5 separate regions of the Mus musculus genome follow, and all the other regions are linked to region 1. The links are chromatin contacts, called in public Hi-C, HiCAR-type and HiChIP or PLAC-seq maps. All regions are on one chromosome and are shown on one strand. The core of a region is the stretch at or near the end of the contact, and the rest is flanking DNA. Distances in the headings are between cores, read along the strand shown.

Evidence for each region. Hi-C and Micro-C count contacts between places; a contact is called where the count stands out from the background. HiCAR-type assays count read pairs that join an accessible place to other places. HiChIP or PLAC-seq counts read pairs in DNA pulled down with a chosen protein or histone mark.
Region 2: a FOXA1 HiChIP or PLAC-seq map of pancreatic cancer cells shows a contact between it and region 1. The contact joins the enhancer-like site here to the promoter of Ntng1 in region 1. A contact is called at or near these places in 3 of 39 promoter capture datasets (the 3T3-L1 cell line, hippocampal neurons and liver), 2 of 115 datasets of contacts at active chromatin or transcription factors (embryonic forebrain and pancreatic cancer cells) and 1 of 9 other capture datasets (pancreatic islet).
Region 3: a Hi-C map of uterus shows a contact between it and region 1, with 4 times the contacts expected there. The contact joins the enhancer-like site here to the promoter of Ntng1 in region 1. A contact is called at or near these places in 8 of 39 promoter capture datasets (embryonic stem cells, hippocampal neurons, liver and 2 more), 5 of 484 Hi-C or Micro-C datasets (cerebral cortex, cortical neurons, forebrain and 1 more), 4 of 115 datasets of contacts at active chromatin or transcription factors (embryonic forebrain, kidney, neural progenitor cells and 1 more) and 2 of 9 other capture datasets (adipose tissue and liver).
Region 4: a contact with region 1 is called in a HiCAR-type map of astrocytes, with 2.7 times the contacts expected there. The contact joins the enhancer-like site here to the promoter of Ntng1 in region 1. A contact is called at or near these places in 3 of 39 promoter capture datasets (cranial neural crest, hippocampal neurons and maxillary cranial neural crest) and 5 of 115 datasets of contacts at active chromatin or transcription factors (astrocytes, embryonic forebrain, embryonic hindbrain and 2 more).
Region 5: a contact with region 1 is called in an H3K4me3 HiChIP or PLAC-seq map of stem cell-derived neural progenitor cells, with 20 read pairs. The contact joins the enhancer-like site here to the promoter of Ntng1 in region 1. A contact is called at or near these places in 7 of 39 promoter capture datasets (embryonic stem cells, hippocampal neurons, liver and 1 more), 2 of 115 datasets of contacts at active chromatin or transcription factors (embryonic limb bud and stem cell-derived neural progenitor cells) and 4 of 9 other capture datasets (adipose tissue, embryonic stem cells, liver and 1 more).

Annotation. Positions count from the first base shown.
Region 1 is chr3:110,142,156-110,144,812 of GRCm38.p6, forward strand. It overlaps Ntng1 (netrin G1), which reads right to left and starts at 1,317. Exons shown (of 8, transcript NM_030699.2): 1 at 745-1,317.
Region 2 is chr3:109,639,627-109,642,283 of GRCm38.p6, forward strand. The region is part of intron 20 of Vav3 (vav 3 oncogene); the gene reads left to right. Among named protein-coding and RNA genes, the nearest start is that of Gm25681, 220 kb to the right of the region's middle. Within about 2 kb of position 1,340, at least 7 of the 459 cell types and tissues checked have an H3K27ac peak or open chromatin away from gene starts, as enhancers often do. A contact at or near this core is called in pancreatic cancer cells, where this site is marked.
Region 3 is chr3:110,625,596-110,628,252 of GRCm38.p6, forward strand. No RefSeq gene overlaps it. Among named protein-coding and RNA genes, the nearest start is that of Gm26076, 62 kb to the left of the region's middle. Within about 2 kb of position 1,361, at least 3 of the 459 cell types and tissues checked have an H3K27ac peak or open chromatin away from gene starts, as enhancers often do. A contact at or near this core is called in uterus, where this site is marked.
Region 4 is chr3:109,682,388-109,685,044 of GRCm38.p6, forward strand. It overlaps Vav3 (vav 3 oncogene), which reads left to right. Exons shown (of 27, transcript NM_020505.2): 26 at 419-570; 27 at 1,181-2,657. The coding sequence ends at 1,222. Among named protein-coding and RNA genes, the nearest start is that of Gm25681, 180 kb to the right of the region's middle. Within about 2 kb of position 1,349, at least 11 of the 459 cell types and tissues checked have an H3K27ac peak or open chromatin away from gene starts, as enhancers often do. A contact at or near this core is called in astrocytes, where this site is marked.
Region 5 is chr3:110,598,378-110,601,034 of GRCm38.p6, forward strand. No RefSeq gene overlaps it. Among named protein-coding and RNA genes, the nearest start is that of Gm26076, 35 kb to the left of the region's middle. Within about 2 kb of position 1,309, at least 14 of the 459 cell types and tissues checked have an H3K27ac peak or open chromatin away from gene starts, as enhancers often do. A contact at or near this core is called in pancreatic islet and stem cell-derived neural progenitor cells, where this site is marked.

The DNA of each region.
Region 1 (2,657 bases), core at 67-2,566:
CTCCACAGGGCGAGCAACAAGGCAAGTTTTTATTTATTTTTTCCCCAGATGAGAAAACTGGTAAAAGAAAATTTAAATTAAAAAAAAAAAGAAAGAAAAAAAGAAAAAGACAAAGCTTGTGCGATGCGTGTGGTCAGGTGTGTGTGGGAGACAGAGCGCTGCGCGTTGCGGGTGGGTGGATGGAGGCTCAGGATGCAACAGCCTGCGACCCGGTGCTGGGCGCAAGCCTGGGATGTAGTGTGGGTGTGAGCGGTGCGAGTTCTGGAGTGCGCACAGGCTCCGCTCTACCTCCTTAAGGCGCTTTCCAAAGTTCCTCGCCCACCCGGATCTCCCCTCCCGCCCTCGGTGGGCACCGGGGGTTGGCAGAGGGAGGGATAGAAGGAGGGAGGGAACTGATGGAGAAGAGCCACCCAGAAAGGCGCGGGTCGCTAGAGGAGAGGGGAGCCAGCTGCACTTACCCGGGCCCCCCGCTGGCCCTCCACGGGGCGGGAGGCCAGCCGTCGGCGCGGGGCGGCGCCCCTGCCCAGCTTGGTCCCGCGTGGGGCGGAGACCGCGGCTCCGGGGACCCACTGGCGGCGCACGGGGCGCGGGTGGAATGGGAACGCGGCGGGTGTGGACCTGAGCCGCTGCCACCGTAGCCCCGGGGTATCCCGCCCTGCAAGCACCCTGTTGGCGGCGGGAAGGAGGAGTCCACAACCCCAGACCCCATAGCACCCGGCGCCCGGAGTCCCCCGCCCGGGTTACCTTGGTCTCTTGCCCCTGGGGCAGCCTTGTCGCGCGTCGCCCCCTCTCGGAGCCGGGACCCTGACAGGGGGAATTCCTTCCCGTTGACGTCCTCTTCCAAAATGCAAAAGATCAGTGACTTTGACAGGTAGATGAGGGGGAGGGAGAGGGGTGGGCGGAGAGGAAGGGAGGATGAGAAAGGTGCCTCTCCCTCCAAAAATACAGTGGGATTAGGAACCAAATCGCCGCCTTCCGAGGTCTCGGCAACCTTCTCCGCTCGCAGCTTCCCCGCGCCGCCGCCGCCGCCGCCACCACTTCTCGCCTTAAACTTTTACTGTGGGTTTTTTTTCTCTCTCTCTCTCTCTCTCTTCTCTGTTTCTATTCCTTTCTTTTCTTTTAAGCTGCAGAACGATTTTCCCCCCCTGGATCCCAGGGGATCAGAACCAGCAGCCAGGCGGCTCTATCCCGCTTGGCACCGCTTTCATTTTATTTCAGATGAAGACGTTAGGTCTTTTTTTTTTTCTTTTTTGTCAGAAGCGACATAAATCAGGACAATTAGCCTTGGCGCCAAGAAGATCCTCTCGAAGCAATTTCGCCCCGGTTTTCTTCGCGCATTCCTCCACTCAAGTCAGAAATGTCACTGAACATAGCGTTGATGGCTGCGAGACGCGACGCACCCAAAGTCCGTTTGATGAAATATACATGGCCCCAAGATGCTTCGGGATTGCGGTTCGCCGCTACCCAGCCCCCGCCCGCGGCGCCCGGCCGGGACCCTGCTCCCAGCCCGCAGCCAGCTCTCGGCAAACTTAGGGGCGCGGACGAATTAGAGAGTGAGCGCCAGGGGCCCGCAAAGCGACGAGCGACGAAACAGCCCCAGGAAGCCGCAGCCCTCGGAGGGGTGGCGTGTTCTTCTCACTTAAAAAGCAGATCTTCTGCAACTGCCAGCGAGTGGAAGGATTGCAAAAAAACCTTACACTACCTCGAGACCTGGGCGCTCCGAGCGGTCCTAACTCCGTCCCGCTCGCTGCTTCTACTGCTGCTGCTCTGGCCACCACCGCTGCCACTGAGCAGGGACCTCCAGCTACTAGGACAAGACCACACACAGCCTTATCTTTGTTGATACTCAGAAGCACGGTTGCTACTGGCTCCCCCTTTACCCTCTACTTCTGCCCCCTCCCCTCTGCTCTTGCATTACCTCCCCGCACACAACGGAGCGCACCCTCTTCACCCTAACTGGGAGCAAGGTGGGTGGTATTTTTTAACTTGGAATTAGTTTGCAGAGCCAGAGCTTCGGACCTCCGTGGTGTGAAACCTATCCCACTTTAAAAAGTTGAAGTCCAAGTAGGAGCTCTGCATCAACTGCATCCTTGTTTTTCCCCATGACAGACAAAAGCCACCTGGCCCCAGGGCTTCCTTCTCCCATTAATACGTCTCAGACTCTCCTAAGATTCCCCCTAGCTACTTTCTAATGTGAACTGCAAACCAATCCGACTTACATAGGAAGGGAGAGATGTTAATTAGAAAAAGGACATTGTAATGAGGAAAAGACATAGGCATCTTAATGGCACTCCCCAACCTGGGATCTTCCTATACAGCAAAGAGAAGAAGCCATGTAAGGAGCTGTCTTGACTAACACCTGATTGTGATTGGATTTGACAGCAACCTGTCTCTGTGGTTCAAGGATTTGAGGGAGGAACTGACAAGATGCTTCTCAGGCTGGTGGGGGTAAGATGACAAGGGGCTCGTGTGTGTGTGTGTGTGTGTGTGTGTGTGTGTGTGTGTGTGTGTGTGTGTGTGTGTGTTAGGGACACTGGAGTAGAGGTGTTCACTCAGTGTAAAACAAAGGGTCAGAAATGGGTACCTGTGAGCATCGGGTCACTAGCTAAATACCCCAAAGTGAAGGCAAGCAACTAAAAGAGGCAGGGACATTTTCC
Region 2 (2,657 bases), core at 90-2,589, 500 kb before region 1:
ACACAGTGGGTGAGGTCCTAATTGTTAACTCTGGAGATGGACACTCTTGGTCAGTTTTCTTACTTGCATTTCTACTTGCATTACTGGATTGTGTGTAGGACAAAGCATTGGTTATCCTGTACTTTGAGGAGGCTACCTCCACCTAAGTAGAAATTCTGTTGTCCTTTTCTTCTGTTATGTTACTGCCATGTAAGCTATATTCTGGCACAATTACTGAAAGACAATGTCAATCAAAAAGTACATTCAATGTGCTGTTAGTCTGGAATTGCCTCTGGCATGGCCATTGACGGAACGTGTACATCCTCTTCAGACGTTGGACCAAATGATTTATGAATTTGTAATATACTGAATTTTAGTTATTTATGATTCAAATACCTAAAGAAGTGGTGATCATATCTATTTCCCAGCAAGCCAGTCCCACGCCCTTCAGTAAATACTTATTTCATAATTAGTCAACATGAAAGTAAGGGAGGAAGTTCTTATCTTCTGTCCATAAATGCTATCAGATTAAATTACTGATCCCTAATATGATTTGTCAACAAGTTTTGGATCCAAACACTGTGGGTGCAACAATAACTAACTGGGAAACTGTAGAACTTGTGAGAGGTACCTAGTACTGTAAACCCTGGGAATCCTTTGGTCAATTCTCTTGCTTCTTGGAGGAAGATATTAAAACTGAGAAAAAAACTGAGTGACTTATTTAAAATCAGAAGGCCAGGAACAGACAACCAGGTTCCAAATGCCCTGATCACAACCAATTATTACTCTATAAGTTTGTTGTGGTCTGAAAGCCCATAGAATTCTGTGAAAATATATTAAAAGTGGAAAAGACATTTGTTGATAAGGTGGCATTATCAAGTGATACTTGAACAGTGGCCACACCTATTTATTTATATCCCTCACCTGCCCAGCACAATGCAGTGCAAACACTGAAAGATCAACCTTTTCATCACAGCACTAATTCTGCTCTCAGGAGAAAATAATTCCTTTAAAAGTGTCCAACGTTGCATGAACATTGAACACAGAAAACCAGGACTTAAGAGCATCTCCATTGTGCTTGCTTCTGATTAGAAAAACCAAGGTTCTTGTTGGCCACTCTTAGAAAGAACAAAAGAAATGACAAATTTCTTTGGGGCTTTGTTGAGCCTCGATGAACTTGGAGCTGGTATCGCTTCTCTCCAAGTAGGGGGCTTTCCAAAATGTGGCCAAATCCTGCTCTTCTTTGCAGATTCGGACTGAGCAACTACTTGAGTTTTGGTTGTTCTATTTGGATTTACTTTGCTGACTAATTTTCTTCCATCAAAGAAACTTAATGTTTATTTTGCCAGAAAAAAAATAACACTGTCGGGAGAATATGAGTCAGGATTGCATCATGTACATATTACCCAGTAAGAGTTGGAAGGAACACCTCAAGATACAAATAACCTGCCGGGAGCTCCTTTTCTTGTTGGAGAAATACAGAGACCTCTCTGTAGACATTTCCCAAATATAGCAGGGGGAATATATCACCATTACACTCCTCTCCCATCTAAGAAGTATAGCAATGCAGCTTCTGGTTTTATAGTAGTTTTTTTTTTTCCTTTTCTCAGTGTACATTTTACAACTTTTGATTTTAACTGTTTTTTTTTTTTCACTCTCATTAGCCAAAATTCCATAGATGGAGTAAAAACAAACACTTTTGTATACATTAGAAAAACTATCAGCTATAATTGTGTTCTTTGCCATATATTTTGATGACTGGATCTAATAACCAACCTATACCAATTGAAAGTAAGCATGATTTCAAAGATGGCGCCCAAGGATGAAGTTTGACAGAACTCTAAGTTAAAATTGTTCCTTATGTAGAAGTGACCAACATCAGGAATAGGAATTTCAAGTCTTTATTTCATTTTAGGAGCTTTAAGAAATTCATACACTAGCCAACATGGGCAGCTTTTGTGTTCTTTTGTGTGTGTACATGCAGACTTTGGGGGTCTTCGCAGTGGTCAGTAGGTACTTACTCTGCACAACAGTGTCTGACTCCTGCCAGTGTGCATTGGCAGGAAAATAGCTGTTGAGGAGGCAGTGACTGATGAAAGAATATGTTTGCTTACAATAAAACTGCTGTGTACAGCACAGACCTCTCCAGAACATAGGCTGGCCATTAGAATGAACATGATAATGAAAGTCCATGCTATTTGTGAATTAGTATATTTGCCTGGATACCAGTGGGATAATGGGGTTATACATCAATTTAGGCATTTCTGTTTTATTAAAGTGAAAATCTAAAAGAATAATTTGAGAGTAATTGAAAACAATATTTTAGATAAAAGAGAAAATGACTACATAGCATCTTCAAATGGCTTCCATACATATTAATTCTTCAATCTTTGAAATACCCTGATGAGGTACTTATGGGAAATCTTGTCATTATTGCTTACCACTGTGACTTGTCTATATCTGTGCAGCTTTTTATAGTAGACTAGGAAACAAAGCAAGCTATTTTGGTGACCCTTCATGTGACACTACCTTTCTATGTATTTTAAGAACTAGCTCAGACATATGTCACACAGAATGTGGCAGTTACAATATGGCCATAGCTAAAACCACAGATCACCTGTTAGTAGATGCCAGTTTCTGACTGGTCTCTCCTGCTCACTTCCCCTCTCATTATTTGG
Region 3 (2,657 bases), core at 111-2,610, 480 kb after region 1:
AACACCAGCACGCGTGTGAGTCATTCTCCTTAAATAATATTCCTTAGGTATTTACAATATTTAAGAAAGGTATTTATTAAATGCACATAAATTAAATTTATTAAATATATTTGATATATCAAGAAATGTATATCCTCTTTCTTAAACTGAACCTTGTAGCCATTGCACCACACTACAGCTTATGTATGTATGAGGTACACACTACAGTTTATGTATGAGGCACTCACTAAGATATGTCAAGTAAACTTTCTGTGTGATTGATCAGACATATTTCTATGAATGTTTGCTTTTATTCCAAGTATAAGTTTTTAAAAACATAGTGCATTCAAGGATCTTTACATATATAATACAAACAAAAGTCTGTGTCTGTATATAGCTTTCTTTCTGTTTCTATAACTCACTACACATCTTAATTATTTTAATTCTATATTTGAGATTTTTTTATCTTTTAAAAAAATTTAATTGTAGTGTGTGTGTTGTGTCCATGTGTGAATTCAAGTGTCCCTGTTAACTAGAGGTACAAGCTACTGTGATTCTCCTGGACATGAATGCTGGCAAATGAAACAAGGACCTCTGTAAATAATCTTTCTTATTACTGAACCATTTATATAAGCTTGATTATAAATATTTTCATCCATCTATTAATGTTGAATACTCACCGTAGCTCATCGTTCACAAGTAATAGTTTGTAGAGTGTTTTTCATGTACCTCTATGATTATTTTTCAGAGTAAAATTTGTATATAAAATTACATTTTAAAGGCAACATAACCCTTGATACAGATTTTTGACACTAATTCTGTATAAGCTCCAGGAAGGCCAGAGAATGCTCTGCTTGCCTTGCTCCTTGGCAATGTCCTTTCCCTCCCTCTGCCTGTGCTTTGTCATCTCCAGGCAACAGGAAGGCTGGGCTGGGAGCCCAGCAGTATACATTTACTCATCAAAGTGAGTGCAGTTCTGACCTTGTCAAATCTTTGTATTCTTAGCCATAAAACTTTCACAAGTGGGTTAAACTCTGTCTTGTTTGTTCTGAGGCGTTTTATGTTTTGTATATAACTCACAGTTTGCCATACATTTCACACCCCTTTGCTCCTTTAGTTTCTTTGTGTATTTCATTTTAGTTGACGGCGCTTGTTTTCTATAAAGATTTTGTTCTCACTTCCTTCTTTTTACTCTTCCTATTTCTTTTTTGTCCCTTCCTGGTTGTTGTTGTTGTTGTTGTTATTGTTGTTCTTGAAGTTGTAGACCGCCTGCTGAGGGGGTTTAAATCAACAGGATCAGTGAACATATAAACTCACAGGCCTGCGTGGATCTGCACCAGATGGGGGCCTAGAACTGAAAGGAAAATTAGACACATGTCCCTATCCTTTACGCGAAGCAAATAAAAAAGTTGGCTTTCTCTAAGGGAGTTTCACTGGAGAAACACACTACTCTTATTAAATGACCATCATAAAAATAAGCTCAACAGTAATGTTGAAGACTTCTTGTCTTGTGAGGGCTTACAGGGCTTTTTTTTTTTCCGTTTTCTATCACCTATCAATCTATGTATCTATCTATGTATCTATCTATGTATCTATGTATCTATCTATCTATCTATCTATCTATCTATCTATCTATCTATCTATCTATCTATCTGTTTCTATTTATCTATGTATCTATCCTCTACCTATCATCATCTATTCTTTGTGTGTGTGTTTCTCTCTCTGACTCTCTGTCTCTCTGTCTCTCTGTTTCTCTCTGTGTGTCTCTCTTTCTCTCTCTCTCTGTTTCTCTCCCCTACTACCTTTCCTCCCTCCCTCTTCCTACATGTCCTTTACATATACATTATATTTTCCAGTGTTATGTTCTTATGAGATTCCCAGGTGTGTTAATGAGTGGGTCTCTGCATCCACACCCATTTCTAGTACCTTTTCTTTTTCTCTTTTCCTACTGTTAGTTTGGTTTTCTCCTACTGTCCGGTGTTAGTTGTTGTTTTTATCTTATTTTATTTTATTATTGTCCCTTAGAAACCTGTTTATTTTCTAATGAGAGGCAGAAATGGAGTGGATCTGGATGAGTGGAGAGGTAGGGAGAAATTTGGAGGAGTAGAGGGAAGAGAAGCCTTAATCAGGATGTATTATGTGAGGAAAAAAACCCTCTATTTTCAATAAAAGGGAAAAAAATCTTTGCAACATGAATGTATTTCTTTGGAATTCCATTTTAAGGTTAAACCAGAGAGGAGGTTATACTTGGTGTGTCTTGTGATGACATAAACCAAATGAAAAGTGAACCACTGTGTGGCATGGCTTATGGATCCCTTTAAAGCCCAAGGTTTTTAAATATCAGTGCTAAAGGGGAGCACTCAACATTTAAACCCAGACACCAATAAACAATGAAAAGTAAGCTAGAACATCAGATAAACATGTTATTATTTCTTGGGTTTAAAAAATATAACAAAATGTTGAGCACAGTTTCTTTTATTCTTTTACATTGAATTGATTATCGATTACTAACTCATTTCTCACCTGTTGACATGAGATGCCACTTTATATGCAATTCACATGAGTGTAGACTTAGCTCTTTCTGATTCAAATTCTCTCCTTGGTGATGGGTGGGTGTGCATCTGCTCATTTTGCACTACTAAATTTATAAAAGACTTTTATTTTGGTGTCCAGTGTTG
Region 4 (2,657 bases), core at 99-2,598, 460 kb before region 1:
TGTATCAGAGCTCGGAATTGAGTTGCTCAGAATTTAGCCAAGGAAGTTGCCAGAAAGCTTCACCCCAGAGGTTCTATTGAGAAACAGAATATAGTGCCCTCAGTTGTAAGTTAATGTTAAAGGTACCTCATTCATTCACATAGTCATTTTAGTTTGGCTTTGGCTTGACAGAAGCTTTATGTAGAGAGTCCAAAGCAGAACAGTGGTGACTTAACTGTCTGGAATGAACCTGATCACACCGGACTGGGTTGAAACAGCAACTGCGCTGCTTTCAAACTCCTGTTGACATTGTCACCAATCCATAAGGAAGTCATGGCTCTGCATTTGATAGCACCAATGGCAATGGTCTAATTAGGCTCTGATGGCTGGATGCATCACAACTTCACACTGACTCCGACTCTGTGTTGTTTCTTTACAGTGTTGAGTCCCAAAGTACTGGGTATTGCCATCGCTCGGTACGACTTCTGTGCAAGAGATATGCGGGAGCTCTCCCTATTGAAAGGAGACATGGTGAAGATTTACACGAAGATGAGTGCAAATGGCTGGTGGAGAGGTGAAGTAAATGGCAGGGTGAGTCGTCCCTTTGATTGTCCCAGTTCTTTGTGAATGAGAGAGCTGGACAGTCACTGGCAGCTGTCACGTTGTAGACTTGTCCTTTCAGCGGTATGGCTTCAAGGGGCTGGAGGCATGCATTACTATTCAAAATGGATTGAGTCAATACAATGGGGGCCAAGAGTTAACTAGCACATCAGAAGAGTTGAGGAGCATTTCAGATTTTTTTCCCAGGAGCTAAGTACTGGGGCATGCAGTTTATATAAGCGCCAAGCATTTCCAAAAGCTCCCAATCCCACTTAGAAAGACTGGGATAGAGTACCTCTGCTTTTCATCTACATCCTGTGCTACAAAAGAGATGAGAATCATAATGGTGAGCCCCATATTGCCCCTATGTATATATTCATTTGTGAGCTAGTGGATGGATTTGAGCCTGGCTTAAGCTCCTTTTACTACTTAGTTGCTATCACTATCTCTATGAGGCCTATCCTAGCTGTTAAGGCAGTCTTCTTACAGTGGGCATAAAACCCCAGCATAATTAGAGTATTAGGAAAAAGAGGAATTCTCTGTCTATAGAATCCTTTGAAGCAGTAGAGGTGTTAATATGTCCATTCCTTATCTTCCATAGGTGGGCTGGTTTCCATCCACATATGTGGAAGAAGATGAATAAAGTCCTATCCAGTGTTGACCCTGCACTAAAATCTCAAAGACAACATAAGCAGAAGCCTGCACGGCATTGAGTTAACTGAAGTGTTTAAAAAGCAGCGTTCTTGGCTGTTCAACACCCTCTTTTTTTCTCTTCCTAAGTCTTAATGCTGGGATTTCTAAAGATGCTGGTACTGACAGATTAATGGCTCGCCTAGAGCAGTGCAAGAAACAGCCTGCCAGTCTGTCATTGTCAGGAACCAGGGCAAAACCAATGGCTTTTCTACCCCCAAAGAGTCCAGCAAACCCATCAGTTTAGCTTTCTCTTACTTCATTGGGCCAGACACCATGGATCCAGCCATTAGGAAACGCTTTTTGCATATTTACTTTGTTCTCACAGTTTTTGATGATACAAAGAAACAGAAGTTTAATTTTGCTTTTCCCCAGCATGAAGAGAAAGTAGAGCCTGCCATCTGGGAAAGATCCAGCTTGCTGGAAAGATCCAGCATTTCTCGTCTTAAATTGTTCAACAGGTGACTCACTGCCTGGCAAACCCTTTTATCCCCAGATGTTACTCATGATAACAAAAAAGAGGCTCATGCTCAGGTTTGCATCATAAGTGATAAATTACAGAGAGGGTTTTAATTATTCATTTGATGTCCTGATTATATTTCCACACTTCTTTATGAAGAAGAAAAAGAGAAGCACATGAAAGGAGGTGTCTTTGTGTTAAAGCTTCACAGCTTTCGTGATTTCGTGGAGTGTTTTGGAAATGTCGTGCTTGACAAAGGGAATCATGGCCGGCCAGATCATGCTTAGTTGCCAGGAATCCCAGAAAGGTAGAGGTGTTTACAGAGACAGATCAAGCACTGTAATCAATCCACAGGACATCACTGTATAGCTGCAATAGCTATTAACACAAGCCTTTTCCTTCTCTCTAGAAGGACCCAGGGCAGATTTGCTGATTTACAATCTTTTTTTTTTTTTAATAGTAGCACAAAAGAGCTTTATTGAGGATTTGGGAAGAAAGGCAGCCCGAGTCCTTCATTTCTTTCTGAGACGGATGGAAGGGCACCTGATGTCCGTGTCCTCCTGCCTGCTCTGTTGGTCCTTCTGATGCCTTTCTAGCTATGTCTTAATCAGTAGGAAGATCCACCTTGCAGCATGTTTCTTTCTCTAAGCTTTCACTGTGTTCCATGAGGAGTCTTCAGTATCTTCCTCCTGAGATGCATGGGGTCCCTAGCCCAGGCTGACAACTCGGCTCTTCCATGGTGGAGTGTTTCTTTGGTAGCAGTAGCTGTGTTCTGACAAGCTTCTGAAAATGTTTCTTCTTGGGGAAAAAAAAGATGTATTTTTATCTTACAAGTGATCTAGAAGCTTCTCTTGTACCAGACTTTCTTGGTCACCTCTTACATGTAAGGGCTGAGACAACCTGTTCTCTCCCATCTCACAGGAGTGCC
Region 5 (2,657 bases), core at 59-2,558, 460 kb after region 1:
TACTTTCATCAAAATAATATTCACTTGTGAGTATAGAGCCTAGATACAATGTGCCATGAAAATGATTCAGCACCATACTACATTCCAGTCAAGAGAAATACATTTTCATAGGCCTAAATCTTTTTTTTCTTTTCTTTAATTTTTTTATTAGGTATTTTCCTCGTTTACATTTTCAATGCTATCCCAAAGGTCCCCCATATCCACCCCCCCCAATTCCCTACCCACCTACTCCCCCTTTTTGGCCCTGGCATTCCCCTGTACTGGGGCATCTAAAGTTGGCAAGTCCAATGGGCCTCTCTTTGCAGTGATGGCTGACTAGGCCATCTTTTGATGCATATGCAGCTAGAGACAAGAGCTCCGGGGTACTGGTTAGTTCATATTGTTGTTCCACCTATAGGGTTGCAGTTCCCTTTAGCTCCTTGGGTAATATCTCTAGCTCCTGCATTGGGGGCCGTGTGATCCATCCAATAGCTAACTGTGATCATCCACTTCTGTGTTTGCTAGGCAACGGCATAGTCTCACAAGAGAGAGCTATATCTGGGTCCTTTCAGCAAAATTTTGCTAGTGTGTGCAATGGTGTCAGCGTTTAGAAGCTGATTATGGGATGGATCCTTGCATATGGCAATCACTAGATGGTCCATCTTTTTGTCACAGCTCCAAATTTTGTCTCTGTAACTCCTTCCATGGGTGTTTTGTTCCCATTTCTAGGAAGGGGTAAAGTGTCCACACTTTGGTCTTCCTTCTTCTTGAATTTCATGCGTTTAGCAAGTTGTATCTTATATCTTGGGTATCCTAAGTTTCTGGGCTAATATTCACTTATCAGTGAGTACATATTGTGTGAGTTACTTTGTGATTGGGTTGCCTCACTCAGGATGTTGCCCTCCAGGTCCATCCATTTGCATAGGCCTAAATCTTGATCACTCTCCAATGTTAATGACGATTCACCCTTTGTAAGTGCCTGTTCTTATTTACCAGGCCATGGTCGACTGAAATGGACTCAAGCTGGGTTGGAGGGGCCATAGAACAACTGAGGCTGTGACAATTTTATTGAGAGCAATCAGCCTTTTATAGCTTTATAAGAAACAGAATATAATGGCAATTTCCAGGAATAATTCAGCTGTAGTTGCCAGGAGACAAATGACATTTGCAAGTTATACAGGATTCACAATTGTCTAAGACCAATTGTCCTGTCAAGCTTTCATGCTTCCTTGACTACTAAGGGAACATTCATAGAAACACAAAGCCGCCTGAACACTACACTGCCTGAGGGATTGCATCATTTGGTCACTCAGTAACTGGAAGGCACAGTGTTCCCTAGGAACCAAGGAGTGAGAAACCTCTGATGCAAGCCTCTCAAGGCAGATAGGCTAAGCCAACTCCATGGTTCCCTGGAGCCCTTGAAACTGTTAAAGATACCACCGACAACAGAAGACTTAAGCCCAACAGACAGGAGCTTAAAACAATGTGTGGCTATACATACCTTGGTACTTGGAAGTAGAAGAAAAGTGTTAAGACAAACATGGAAGGGAAGAGTAAAAAGGAGACTTGAATTGTTTCTAACATCTCAGCATTAGCTACAAGTTGTGACAAATGCACACACTCATTTAGGCTCCTAGAAACAGGAGAAACTGGGTAGAGAGGAAACTGTGGTGCTCTGAATTTTTAAAATTGTTTCTCTAACTTCAAAGCTTTTCTAAAATTAAAAAAAAATGTTTGTCTTTCTATGCCTCATTTTCATTCCTCTACAAATATACAGTACTTTTTTTTGAGGTAAAATTTTTGCTTGACTACAAGTATGCAAATTAAACATCTATAGTCCAGTGGACTCTGATAGATATTACTATTGGTGAAATTGAAATGTCACCAATAGAATATTTGGGCTGAACAGTCAGTATGTTATTTTTAGTACATTGACCAGTTACTCATCTCTCCATTGACTGCTGTCCACTGTGGGAAATAAAAAGGTCTTCATGTGATTTAGAACTGAGCTGGGTACAAGCATAAATAAGAAGAAGGCGATTTAATGGTATGGCCAGTTAGTAAAAAAAAAAAAAAACAAAAAAACAAAAGCAGTTTCACCCTAGGGCCTATGACATTCTCAGCCAAGTGCTTTTGACCAAGATTTTTGTGTTGGATGAAATTTCCTCTTACATAACAGTCCTTAAATTCAATGGTAAAGTGGTTAGTTAACCCATAATACTCATTCCCATATTGTACCAGAGGGCACATCATGCCTTCATGAAACACCCAGGATATAGCAGTGCATGATACTCTTGATGGCCTTTCTCCCTAGGCACCATGCATAATACCTTCTGGGAGGATGTAAGCTAGCCAGTAGGAAATTTCCTTGTCAGGATTAGATTGTTTTCTCTATGGCTTGCAGCAAAAGTATGTGATGTCTTCAGCAATCAAGCTTTCCCATGTAATTATGATGGACAAGCATAAGAAACAGTTGTGTTGTTGTAGAGAACTGTGGGTTCTTCCTGAGCAATTAGTCATGGAGAGTTATCCCCTGACTTTTACAGAAATTTTCATTTAATAACTCGTGCCTTCTGTGATTGTCATTGTCCACTTGCAAATCTAATTACATTTGAACAAGTTTTCCTTTTGCAGTAATTAATTTAAAATAATAAAAATTAATTTACTTATTCTATTAT